Linked DNA regions of Mus musculus: regions 1 and 3 are each linked to region 2. The links are chromatin contacts, called in public promoter capture Hi-C maps. All regions are on one chromosome and are shown on one strand. The core of a region is the stretch at or near the end of the contact, and the rest is flanking DNA. Distances in the headings are between cores, read along the strand shown.

The links. Promoter capture Hi-C pulls out the DNA fragments that hold promoters and counts their contacts.
Region 1: a promoter capture Hi-C map of pre-B cells shows a contact between it and region 2, with 3 times the contacts expected there. The contact joins the promoter of Hmgn5 here to the promoter of P2ry10b in region 2. A contact is called at or near these places in 2 of 39 promoter capture datasets (cranial neural crest and pre-B cells).
Region 3: a contact with region 2 is called in a promoter capture Hi-C map of pre-B cells, with 7 times the contacts expected there. The contact joins the promoter of Brwd3 here to the promoter of P2ry10b in region 2. A contact is called at or near these places in 1 of 39 promoter capture datasets (pre-B cells) and 1 of 9 other capture datasets (liver).

What each region holds. Positions count from the first base shown.
Region 1 is chrX:109,010,494-109,015,143 of GRCm38.p6, forward strand. It overlaps Hmgn5 (high-mobility group nucleosome binding domain 5), which reads right to left and starts at 2,887. Exons shown (of 6, transcript NM_016710.2): 1 at 2,759-2,887; 2 at 929-952; 3 at 364-393; 4 at 61-114. The coding sequence starts at 2,773.
Region 2 is chrX:107,146,726-107,151,129 of GRCm38.p6, forward strand. P2ry10b (purinergic receptor P2Y, G-protein coupled 10B) reads left to right here and starts at 2,202. Exons shown (of 2, transcript NM_001122596.1): 1 at 2,202-2,422.
Region 3 is chrX:108,831,839-108,836,206 of GRCm38.p6, forward strand. It overlaps Brwd3 (bromodomain and WD repeat domain containing 3), which reads right to left and starts at 2,508. Exons shown (of 41, transcript NM_001081477.2): 1 at 2,261-2,508; 2 at 2,070-2,128; 3 at 1,839-1,868; 4 at 1,376-1,435. The coding sequence starts at 2,291. It overlaps 2810403D21Rik (RIKEN cDNA 2810403D21 gene), which reads left to right and starts at 2,640. Exons shown (of 5, transcript NR_015493.2): 1 at 2,640-2,847.

The sequences.
Region 1 (4,650 bases), core at 1,637-4,136, 1.9 Mb after region 2:
ACTTTCACAATTTATATCTAAACAAATTATTTTCCGCATCCTTGTAATTTGAATATTTACCCTTGAAGTTGATGCTCTTTTAGGTTTCAACTCCGGTGTAAAGGGCACAGGCATCTGCATCAGAAAATGTCATTATATAAGAAACGAGGTAGAAATCATATTCGAAGAAAGAGCACTAACAATGAAATCCATAAGTATGATTTAAACCAAGCACTAGGAAAAGAACCCTTTCCTTAATGTGTAAAGTTTCTCCCATAAACCTTCCAAATAACCCCTGTATTAAACATAATATTATGCAGGCTTTCCCAAATCTAAAAACTCGATTCCATGATACATGGGCAGCATTTTATAAACATCACTTACAGCAGACAGTCGGGCTGATCTTCTCTTTGGCTGGAAGTGAAAAAAAAATAGCCAAAAGAATTATGATTATACAATTTAGAATCATTTTTCCTGAGAAAATATTTGGTGTAGCACTATGTAAATGTTGCTATTAAGGAAATGATTATAAATTTTGTTAAGAAATGTCATAGACATATCTGATCCAACCCCTAAACCTTTCATATGTTAAAGGGAATAAAATCTCATGGCAAGCTTCTTTCACTGCGATAAATCAGCAAAATGGCTATTTCCAAGGAGCACATTTTAAAATGAAAATATACCTTCTTGCTCACCAATTGACTGACAAAACAGAATTTGAGCCTAAGAAGGTGCTCTCTGGATTTTATGACAAGCACAGTAGGGTCCGAAAGGCAAAACATCTATCTTTTTTTTTTTTTTAGTGTACTTTGACACAGCACTAGACACAGCATTAGTGCTCATGTGGTACAAATATAACTACCAGCATTTTTACCTAGTTATGTGTCTTTAGTTTCTAAAATGGGTACATTTTTCCCCCCAGAGAAACTCACAAACTAAAGACACTCACCTCCTGGCTCACATCACCTGCAGCCTATGTAGGGGGAGAAAAAAAAAAAAAAGAAAGAAAGAAAGAAAGAAAGAAAGAAAGAAAGAAAGAAAGAAAGAAAGAAAGAAAGAAAGAAAGAAAGAGGATCATCAATATAAACATGTAGAGCAGAAAATGTCGCCAACTTTAGACACTTGTGACTTTTTCCCTGGGCTCCTGGTCCAGCAACCACGTGCTGCTTCTAGCCCCTCTTCAACACCTACTGTTTTAGTAATATGAAACGTGGACCAAGATGCAAGGTCATGCTTAAGACCTGTTTACAAAGAGTCAGTGTAACCTTTTTGAATAAATAAGGCCTCTTAAGAACACACCATTTTCATTTTGAAATCCACCTGCTCTAATGTTAAAGCCAAAACAAGGGTTGGGCGGGACGAAGGAAGGCGGAGCTTCTTGCAGTTTCCCTTTCTTGCCTTATGTTTGCTATGCAATTGTATCTATCTGACCAGCTCTACTGATTATGGACTATTTTCCTCCTCAAGTTCTGCATACAAAACAACAGTCCCACCATACTTTCAAGGAAGGAGGTCTTTGTTCTAACGTTAACGTTTTGTTCAGAGAAGCAGGAGGCGGATTTTAAAACTTCCCGCCACTACCTGCTACAAGGTTGCTGTCAGCTCTGCAAAATAGCAAGATCCATTGCACAAGACGAAAAGAGCCTGGCGGCAGGAGTCTCGGGAAGGGGGGTGGTGATTAGAAACAATTGCTTTCGGTATCTGAGTAGCCCTTTACCCTGGGAATTACCAGGCTATTATTTCAATGATACAGCCCCAGAGCACTGAGGAATTTCAGCCTCATTTCTATGTTCTAGGAATACGGAAGGCGGACGGATTCACAAGAATATATAAACAATCATAAGGCTTTTACATTAACACAGTATTTCATTTTATGATTTCACCAAGCAATGAAATAGCATTCCATTTTAGTTGTAAGATACTCGGGGGAGGGGGAGGGGTGGTGGAGGAACACACAAACACCGAGCTTCAACTTATATGTGCGCGGAGACAGGAATTTTGAAGTGAAGGGTTACAGAAGACCTGTAGCCCTTGGTAGCTCGGATCAACTCCCCATGTCTAAAGTGAACTAATCTCACGCCACCCCACCATCCAACGCTGTTAGTAGTTTCTCGGACGCGGCTCTCTAATCACCTTTCCACCTTTAACTAGAGAGTTCCGAGAGTGCCAAATCTCTCAGATCTAAAGTTTCTAATTACAGCGGTGAATCTCTCCCTTCTCTAGGACAGTTTGAAGTCTGCGCCGCCTAATGGCACAGGATTACCATTGCATAGCCATCTGGCATGACAAGAAGTGGAGGAGGGAAGAGGGGGGAAAAAGGAAAAAAAGAAAACGGAAAGAACAAAGGCAAAAAACAAGAGAAAGCCAGGGCTTTCGTTCCCCCAAACGGGATGGTTCTCTGAGAAAAACGGGAGGTAGAGGAGGAAGCTGGCGCTGGAAGTGTGGTTGGGAGAAGAGTTCTCCAATAGGGTAAGCGGAGGAAGGGGGGTGGGGTAGGAAGCGACAGCACAGCGCTATGGCTGTTTGTAATTCAGCATGGAGACACCTCTCAAACGATTCTCTCCCTTAAACAAAACAAGCCAAAAGTGAACTACCAGTTGCATACGAGACCTTCTGAAACCAAACACAGACGGATCGCTACCTTTCCCTCGCCTTCCATTCAGGACATCATAAAATCAAACTAGAAGCCAAAATGATCTTTCAAAAAGATACAAATCTCTGCGGTAGGAAATATGTATTTCGGCAGCTAATATCCCGTCTATCTTCCCATTTCACTTACCTTTCTTTTGGGCATTGTTGCAGCTCTCCGTTGGAGATCCTTAGGCAGGAGGGAAAAAAGCCGAGAGGAGTCTCTGCCTGACCGCTCCGCGAGCGACTGAGTTTTCAATGAACTAATTGCAGCACGATATGTACTCGCGTCCCCCCTCCCCCTAAAAAAAATCTCTCGTTATTGGCAACATTAAACACGCCAAGACGCAACCAAACTACGTGAATGGTTACCCGAAGTGGGAGCCAGGTTGGAGTGACAGGCTGTCAGGCCAATGAGGGGAGGTGGCCGGTTCGGAAGGCGTGGCCCGCGAACTTGCCCGAAGCCCTCGTATGCTGCCGGCTTTGACTGCCTCTAGGGTGCCGGAGTCCACGCACTTAGCAGACGCCTAGTGCTCCAACGTGACCAGCAGGAAATCCAGTTTTCTTGCCTTTTCACCTTTTTTTTTAAGTTAGAACGACAAGCGAAAGCTCAAACAGTTGGTTTTTTTCCCCCCACGATCTCCACCCCCCTTCCTTCTTCGCGCGGGGTGGCGGGCCCTTTTGAGACTGGATTGAGCCAGAAGCTCCAGTCTTTCCCAGTTAGCAAAAGGGCGAGGTTGGAGTGACAGGCTCACCCGTTTAGAGACCAGAAAAAGAGTAGGGAACGTTTCTGGTCGTGAGAACTTCCCGCCAATGCTGAACTGTGGTCCTGGCTTTAGAAGGGTGCCAGAACTGCGCGCCTCCCTCAGGTGGAGAGTAGCAATAAATCCGGGACCTGGAAGAGCAGGACTCCACTGCAGGCCGCCTACCTTCTAAAAGAGCTAGTACTCCGCCTGGAGAGAATCTAGCAAGAATTAAAAGGGGCCACGCGGGAAGTCAGTAATAACAGAGGTCACCCAGAGGAAAAACAGTGACTTTAATGGATTTGTAATTCAAAGATGATATTTAGGGCTACATAGAAAACCAAACCAAACCATTCGTTATCTTTATTACTGAAACTTGAGGTGTCTCCTTATTTATTATTTTTTTTTTAATTTTTTGGCCCACAGAAGTGCCCCCTGAACCTATTCTAGTCTCAGAAGGTGTTTAAGTAGCAGCTTTCTGTTCTGAGAATCTTCCATTTGCCCTCTAGTGTCAGAGTCTGAGACCTAAACGTTTGGTGAAAAGAAAAGAATAATATGCTTAGAAAAAAATCCGGTTAAAACAGAGTGCTGAGGGCTGCTAATTGTTACTGGAACTAGGCAAGCCGGGTCCCTGCAGCCTTTTTTGAGATGTGCTTTGCTTCAGTTGTTGAAAGAGCTAATTGTATTTAAAAGTGCTTCAACAACAGTCTCCATTCCCTAAGCTGAAAGTCTAATCAGAAAAGGAAATTAACCTTTTAAACAGTTACTTAAAAATTTAGGCCCCAGCCTAGTGGTGTATGGCTTTAATCCCAGCACTTGGGAGGCAGAATCAGGCAGATCACTGTGAGATCAAGACTAGCCTGGTCTACATACAACAAGCAAGCCAGAGTTACCTAGTGAGACTCTGCTTCATTGTGTCCCCTCCCCCAACTCTTTTTCTGTTCCTGTAGCTTAAAGAAAAAGCAGACCATCCGTTTCAAAGAATACTAGCCCGGATTGGTGGTGGCAAGGTAGCAGTGAGATGCTGAGATTCAAGTCATTCTAGGCTAAATAGACATCCTGCCACAAACAAACAAACAAACAAACAAACAACAAACCAAATTGATTTACAGATTACCAAACCATCTGTCCAATCTAAAACGCACCCTGACAGAGCCTATCCTTTCGAGTTTTGTCCCATCTTCCCTAGCGTTTAGCCTGGGGAGTTAAACAAACCACTTACCCTAAGACCTACTGAACCTACTCAAGTGACTTCACACTGCATTCTCATGCAAGAAGACAACTGAAAGGCGCATTTACA
Region 2 (4,404 bases), core at 952-3,451:
CCTGCTTCTATCCAACCTCCATTGGTGATCTCTTGCTCCAATGGTTGCCTGAGAGCATCCACCTCTGTATTTGTCAGGCTCTTAGCCAACCATTGTATTTGGCAGAACCTCTCAGGAGACAGCTATATCAGGCTCCTGTCAGCAAGCACTTCTTGGCATCCACAATAATGTCTGGGTTTGGTGACTGTATATGGGATGGAATCCCAGATGGGACAGTCTCTGGATGGTCATTCCTTCAGTCTCTGCTCCACACTTTGTGTCTGTAACTCTTCCCATGGGCATTTTGTTCCCCTTTCTAAGGAGGACTGAAGCACCTAAACTTTGGTCTTCCTTCTTCTTGAGCTTCATGTGGTCTGTGAATTGTATCTTGGGTATTCTGAGCTTTGGGGCTAATATCAACTTATCAGTGAAACCATACCATGTGTGTTCTTTTGTGACTGGGTTACTTCCCTCAGGATGGCATTTTCAAGTTCCATCCATTTGCCTGAAAATTTCATGAACTCATTGTTTTTAATAGTTGAGTAGTACTCCATTGTGTAAATGTACCACATTTTTTTTGTATCCATTCCTCTGTTGAGGGACATGTTGGTCCTTTCTAGTTCTGGAAATTATAAATAAGGCTGCTATGAATGTAGTGGAGCACGTGTCCTTATTACATATTGGAGCATCTTCTGGGTATATGCCTAGGAGTGGTATAGCTGGGTCTTCAGGTAGTACTATGTCCAATTTTCTGAGGAACTGCCAGAGTGATTTCCAGAGTGGTTATACCAGCTTGCAATCCCACCAACAATGGAGGAGTGTTCCTCTTTCTCCACATCCTCGCCAGCATCTGCTGTCATCTGAGTTTTAATCTTAGCTATTCTAACTGGTATGAGGTAGAATCTCTAATGAGTCCCTCCAATTGGAGTTTGAAAGAAAAAAAAAAAAACCTGTTAAGAGATGTAGCCAGCAGTCGCCTGGTTCATCAGGTTTCAAGGGGGGCAGGGAACAAGGACTCTTATCTCTCAAGTACTGGTAATTTGAGTGGTAATTTGGTCAGAAATCTAGCCTCATGCTACCTATCTTCTGAGTCCCTGAGTGCATTTGAATGAAAGGATAATAGTCTAATTTGCTTATTACGGTGAAAAGGTGCAGAGGAAGGCACACATCCATTGCTGATTTTGGATATAATATAACCAGTCACTTCTAACTTATGCCCCTTTGGTTCCCTTGCCTTAGAGCATTGCACATTAAACTATGAGTGAGGACAAAACAAAACCGATCAAAAACTTTCTCCCATAAGTTGCTTTTGTGGGTATTTTATCACAGCAATAGGAAAGAATCTAAGATATCCAGGTACTAATTCTGGCTTTGCTTGCTTTACTTTTTAGGGTAATTACTTCTTTTTTCCTTTTGAGGCTTCATGCCTCATAGCAACATCATCCTCATTTGCTTTTCCTGATATAATATAAGAAAATAGAAACTGCTATATGAAAAGGGAAAGGTACAGAATAAAATACATTTCCAGGGATCCTCATAGTGTCTTAGTTACTGAAACTTTAAAAGAGTAAAACAAAGGTCACTAAGGAGGAACTTTCAGTTCCAAAGCTTTGCTTTTGTTTTACTTCATGTTTTTAAATGAAAGTCTGCAAGTGACTACTACCTAACCATTTTAGTGGGGCTATAAGATTACAAAATCCTAAAAGGTTGTATTTGAGATCCTTACCAATCCATTCTGAGAAACTGTAATGCTTTTCAGGCATTTCACTTCTTCTCCAGATATGCTTAAAGCTACCCTAATAATATCTTTACAATATAATTTTAAGAACTTAATGTGTTACTATTGTTTAAGTATATGAAGACACAATTCTTAACCTCAAAGAAGACCACAAATCACACATTAGGTCATCTCTTTTATGTGACCTTACTAATCACCACCTTTTTGGTGATTTCAAATTCTTCCATTTGGGTGACCAATAAGATTTGTCCTAACTCCCAAAGAAGTTTTTATTATTACCATTGCTTAATTCCTAAAACAGACAATATGGCAAAATGTAGCTAATTTGGAAATATTGACCTCATATAGCCAGCCTGAAAATCATATGTGACTCAGACATATGCCTGCATGCTCATAGAAAGGGGGGGAAAAAAGGAAGAAGAAAGATGATGATAGAATAAGTTGGGCGTGTGCATAGCAGGAAGCTCAGTGCATTCTTGACACATTCTCTTTCGAAGTACCATAGCAAAGGCACATGACCGTTTATGTCTTTAGATGGAAACATTAGCCATTGTAGTCATGGGATGTAATGATATCTAGAAGCACAGTATCTTTTATAAGTTTAGGAAACTGTGGTGTAGTTAGCTAGATAGTAGCCTTCTGAGTCCTGGGAATGGATTTCTCTAAGAAGTAGATGCCGGAAGATTGCAGCAGAAAGAAGCCATGGTAAGGAATTAAATATGATGGGAAAAAATGGGGAATCAATATAAAATTGATACTTACTGCTTTCTGTAAAAACGCAATTAGGATTTTATAAACATAAGAATTGATTTTTCAATGGTAAATAAAATTCTAACAGTTAAACTGGCTTTTTGCATAGCCCACAATTTAAATGTTCAGAATAGACTGAGACAACGACTGTAATACGTGGCAAATTAAAGTCAGATACTCTGTTCCTGATTGAAGAAGTGTACAAATCATGGAAACTCTGAATTTATCAAAGCCAAAATTTGAATTTACTTTGCCCACAATATCCTCTGAGGCAAAGGCTTTCCCAAACAACTGAGTGATGCTGACAGACAGTTCTACCTCCCATTAGAGGTAAACGATTTTGTTTTTTTTTCCTGTTTTGCTGAATAAACTACGTTACTTCCTCTTCTAGCTGTAAAAGCCTGCAGTTCACTACAGGATATCTGGGTAGAAAGGGTAAGGTTCTTGGCTTTCTCTTCATACATTCAAAAATAGAACTAAAAAGCCTCTGTGAATTGAAAACGACAGTGTGATTTTCTGCTGCTTCCACTGAAAACTTAATTCTGAGTCTGCTAATATCTTACCTTTGGGGGGATATATTGTTATGAAGAATGGAGACTTCAGTGAGGTAATATCTATTTATAAGTTTAAGTGGTTAAAATGTTCGCTGAAACTGCTGCATGCTTTCTGAGAGGAAATGTGGCTGTCTAGATAGAAAGCTCCTTTCTCTACAATTTAGCATGCCACTGACAAAAACCAGGGGTTCAGACTTGTAGTAAACATTGCTTCTAACAATTCTGTGTTAAAATTGAGATTGTGGTTCATTAAATGCATTTTTGTTAGTGTGAGCCAACGGGAGAAAATAAACTTACAATTTTAAACCCATGGTTTGTGTCAACCAAATTAAAGCAGCATTCAAGTAGTAAATGCATCTAAGTGCCTTAATCTTTTCATAAGATGAGACTTGACATGTTTTCTCAGATTGGGACATTTTCCATGCATGCATTTTCCGGTGGGATGTGATGGCTTCAAATAGCACAAAAGGATTTTCATCAAGCCCTAGAACTTAGCACAGCTGTCGAGTCTCAATGGGGCTGATTCTCAGCTTACGATGAACATTTCTTTGGATGTATTTTTAATTTGAGAACATGGGAAGCATTTTCAGAAGGCGTTCCAAACATTTTGCTGTCTTTTTTAGAAGGAATTCCTTCTGTGGTTTTAAAAAAACGTGTTCTTTTTAAAGTCTGCTAATTTCACATGTGGAATTTGATCCTTCTATATGTAAAATTATCCACGTGTGTAAAATTACATGATTTTATGTGAGATTGTAAGCCTTAGTAAAATATGTTTAATGTATTTATTAGGAAAATATAAATAAAACCTATTTACATCAACATTTTCCTTCTCCTGAGATGAGGAAATCAGTGTATTTTGTACATATTTAATTTTCCCCAGAGTGAAGTGTTGAAGATAGTAAATAGCACCTTTAAAAAATTGTCCAAATGGAGTTTTTTTCTGTAAAAATTTAGGATAAATGCTTTATTGTACTACTGTTTTTTTCCAGTAACAAAATGAAACTAACAGCTGTAGACTACATGAGCGTGACTCACAGAATGGCACTATGTGTATATTATGGTTGCCAAGCGGCACCATACTGTCTGCTATTGAGAAAGCTTTGCCTAATCTCCCTGACCACAAGTATGGGTGGGGCTTTTTTCCTATAGCAAAGTTGTTCCAAAGTGACTGATACTGGGGCCAGTATATGAAATCCAGGCAGGCTAAGAAGCTGCAAAGCTCTGGGAACCTCAAGAAGGGCTGAAATCAGCAGCATTCCCTGGACAGACCCTCTTTAGAAACAGTTTTGGTGGGGTTGTGACAAAAGATGTCCTCAGAAAACTTAAAGTTCTGGGTGGAGTTTTCGCCACCAGACAGTTTCCCCTTCCCCCACTCCACCCAGG
Region 3 (4,368 bases), core at 1,258-3,757, 1.7 Mb after region 2:
GAAAATTAAAAGTAGTAACAGGTATTCAAAAATAATTTGTACCCATCTGAGAAATTATTACCATTAATAATACTGGTGGTGGCATTCACTCTTATTACAATTAAACCATTTTTGGATTTGCAAGATATTAGGGAAAACTCAGTAGCTTCTGTAATAATGTGGCTTCACTCTTATAATACTCAAAGTTTTCAAAATTAACATCACAGCAATTTAACTGTTTTCTACTGACAAGCAAACTTTCAATTATTTTCTTTTTATTTAGTCTGCCTTAGTCTACTACTCTTCCAACTTTGTGTCCACTTTGTATGCTTTTCCTCATTTGGATCTTATTTGGAGGAAAGAGAGTTCAATTTAGGTTTTATTATCACTCCTTTCATCATACAACTCTGTAGCTAAGAGTAGAATCTCTTTCCCCACATATAAAAGATCATCTTTTTGTCTCAGTGCAGAGCAGAAAGTGCACTTACATTGCAAATTATATTTATGGAAAAAACAAGAGTCAATTCAAGACTTAACTAAAGTATATTCTCTTTTTTAAAAATGTCCATTGTCTCCTAATCCCAAAATCCTGTTCACCTATTCCCAAAAAGGTCATAATACATATTTCTTCTTTAGTGAAAACATATTTGCACAAATGCAGTTTACTGATGAATTAATTAGCTATTTTTTAAGATTAGAAATATATAACAATGTTTTTATTCAGTAACCCATTATCTAAAGATGAACAATCTTGGAATTCACTCAGTAGTCCTCAGTATTTTTATTTATGTAGTTTTTCTCACTTATGAGTCAGTTCCCCTTCTGAATTCCTTCTCCCCTCCACTCTAAAAAGAAAAAAAAAGAAAGAAAGAAAAAGGAGAAAGAGAGAGAGAGAGAGAGAGAGAGAGAGAGAGAGAGAGAGAGAGAGCTAGAAAAAAAAAAAAACACCCAAGCCTGGCCTCAGTTCCCGTATTTCAAGCCAGGACCAACCAGAAACCAGTTTTCTTCCACTAATCCGGAACTCCGGGCTGTTACCAACGCTGTCATTGGCCAGCGTCAGTCCTTGGTACGTGCCCCAAGATAACCCCCTGGTTTCTGTCCCTTATCCCCCTACAATGGGCCTTCTCCGCTGTTTGTAACACAGTCCTAAAGCACAACACAGCACCTCTGAAAACCAACTCACATTCTTCAAAGTTTTGGGGTGAAAATAAGCAAGGCTAGAGCAGGGCAAGGTACCCTTTCCGACACGCTGGGAGGGGGAAGGGGCAGTCCTTCGAACACCGAACAGCAGGCTCGGGGAGCTCTAAGGGCTGAAGGGCCAGGGGCGGTTGGGGGCACAAGGTGGGGAGGGAGTGGAAAAAGAGTTGGGCTAAGTTGAAACGAAAAGTTTACTAACCAGATCCTCGAAGCTTCTTCGGTGCTCTTTCCCTTCCCAGTCTAAGCGGCGCGGAATCAGCTGGGGGCCGGAGGAAAAGAAAAGGGGGGGGGGTGAAGGAAAAGCCTCTGCTCCCCAGCAGCAGCACCCAGCCTGGAGCCTAATCCTAGACCCTTTAACATTTTCATTTCTCCAGTCCCGACAGCTACTGCCGCTGTGCCGGGGGTTGGGGGTGGGGGGGGGCAGGCCAAAGGGAAGGAAATCCTGAAAAAACACCTCCCGCAGGAATAAAAGGCAGCGAGTTTAGACCCCTGCGTTGTCCGCCCCTTCTAAGCAAAGAACCCGATTTACCCCAAGTGACAACAGCCCCAAGTGTCCAGCTCGAAGGCTCCCTCCGGGCCCCTGCCCTCGGCCCCTGACCTACCTTACCCTTCCTCCAGGTTCTCCCCAGCCCTCCCCACCTCTTCCCAAAAGGGGTCCATACCTGATGCTCTTCGAGCTCTTGCACTAGCACCTGGGGAAGAGGGACACAGGGATGTGAAAGCAGATTGGGGCGCCAACCCATTCCTCCCTCCCCACTTCCAACACAGCCGCTGACTGTAGGAGTAATCGCGGCCGGCCTTTCCCTCACCCTCCAACTGCACTGCTCACCCAGTGCCTCAATTTCCCCAATGGGACCATTCCCCAACACTCCCAGATATCCTTTCCCTCTCACCTGAGCGGATTTGTTACAGGGTCCGGACTGCAAGAACCTTGCGATCAGGTAATACAGCTCTAAAGAAGGGGTTGGGGGTGGGGGGAGACGTTGAGAGAGAGGCAAGGAAAAGAGATACAAGCTTTTTAAAAAAAATCTGACAGCAGTCGCGCAAAGCCCCCATCCCTTTTGCCCCCGGCTCAGCTACCCACCGGCTTCGATCTGGGTAGGTGCCGCCGCCATCCTTTTCCCGAGGGGGTTTGGGGGCTTCGCTCAGGAGGGCTGGCGGGGGCGGGTGGGGGCGCTGCCTCTATTGTGGTGAAGCCCCCATGCTTGGGAGTCCCGCCGCTTCCGCCGCACTCTTCGTCCCAGTTTCGGTCTCTCTCGGATTCATCGCATCACGTTTCGACCCATAGATATTCTAGCCCAAGAGCTGAGGAGGCGGAGGAGGAAGGAGAGCAAGAGAGAAGGAGAGGGAGGAGCTGAAGTCGCCGAGGGGTGGGCGGGGGGAGAGGGGTGGGCGGGGGGAAAGGGGTGGAGCCATAGAAAGAAGGAGGGGGGAAAAGGGAAGGGAGCCGCTTGCAAAGCTCCAGGCTGGCCGCCAGAGGCACTAAGGCGGCCGCCTAGTTCCAGCAGCTAAGCCGGCCTGGGGTTGCCTAGTTACTGCCCAGAGAACAAGGAAGAGGTTCTAAATGCAGGCAGACGCTCTGGCAATCTTCGTCAAACTCTGTGGTGGCGTTGGCGTCCTAGAGCTCCGGAGTTGCTTACCCTTCCTGTAAGGGCAATCGGACCCTTTCCGGTGAGGGAACCTCTCTCCAGACATGATCAAGAGAAACTGGCGAGGGACTGACATGATCTAGCTTACCTTGGGTCACCGAACGGATTTGGTTTGTTTGTTCTTTCTCTACCCCAAGAAAAAGTCGCTAGCTACTGCAAGGTTTTGTTTTCAAACAAGGAACAGCATGCCAAAAGAAAGTGCTGCGCCTACCTGATGAGCAAGGGAATAATATTCTTCTAGAAAACTTCTTGTAGTAGTATCAAGTCTCCCCTTGATTCTGATAAACATTGCGCGCGAAGTTTACACTTTAAGGAGGAGGCCGTTTCCCCCTTCTGAAAAGGTCAACAAGCTCTTTCTTCTCAATTCCTGTAGGATAAGTTGGAACGCTGTTTTGAAATTCTGCCAAAACGTTTTTAAAGTTCTTAACTATTCATTGAAATTTGGATAGAAATGATAGTTTGGTTTGGTTTGTCTTTGAAGTGATATTCTCTGACTTGCTGTCACTATGTATCTATCCAAGGCTCCCCTGGAATTCCATGTCAATCTTCCTGCCTCAGCTTCCCTAGTGCTCATGTGGCAGGCATGTGTCGCCACTCCGGTTGACAAAAAGTCTTTTTTCCACTACCTTGAGACTACAATTGTTTTCATGTATAACTTTAACTCTTAGCACAGCGCTGATTTGATCAAAGGATTTGTATAATAATTGACAGTTTGAGGAAACTGGTTCACTTCCCCAATTTCTCTTAGCATCCCGTTCTCAGGATGTTACTTTGAACAGAATTCATAGAAACAAAACATGATGGGAAAACAAGTACTATTTGAATTGTGTACATTATTTGCTTTGAAATACTCAAATTTGAAGGTTCACATTAATGTATGGCTATAGTGGGAGTTTGGTTTTCAGACTCAGGGAGCTCGGTGATTAAACCACATTGGGCATAGAATTAAATTTAATTCAATTCATAAACTTAACATATCCTTAGCAATTCATTCTGCCAATTTCTTTTATTGAGTAATTAATAACAACATAAGAGTAAAATGCTATGGTTATCTTTGGTATAATCAGTATCTGAAAGAAGTAGATAAAAGAAATATAAAACCTCAGGACAAAATTGTGAGGTGCTTACTGAAATAGTAATTTTTATAGTTCAAGATAATATAATTAACAGCTAACCTTTACCAAGTCATTACTACATATTTTGCCTGCTGTAACTCATTTAATCCTTAACAGTGACCTAGGAGACAGTTTATATTTTTCTCTACCATACTAATATTAAAAATTACTACTAGCCAGGTGTGGTGGCACACGCCTTTAATCCCAGCACTAGGGAGGCAGAGGCAGGCAGATTTCTGAGTTCAAGGCCAGCCTGGTCTACAGAGTGAGTTCCAGGACAGCCAGAGCTACACAGAGAAACCCTGTCTCTAAAAAACAAAAACTAAAACAAAACAAAACAAAAAAACCACCTGCTATATGACTTCAAAGCACTTACATGCTATTGTTTTTCTTATATGTAAATGATAATAAATAATATTCACTGTGTT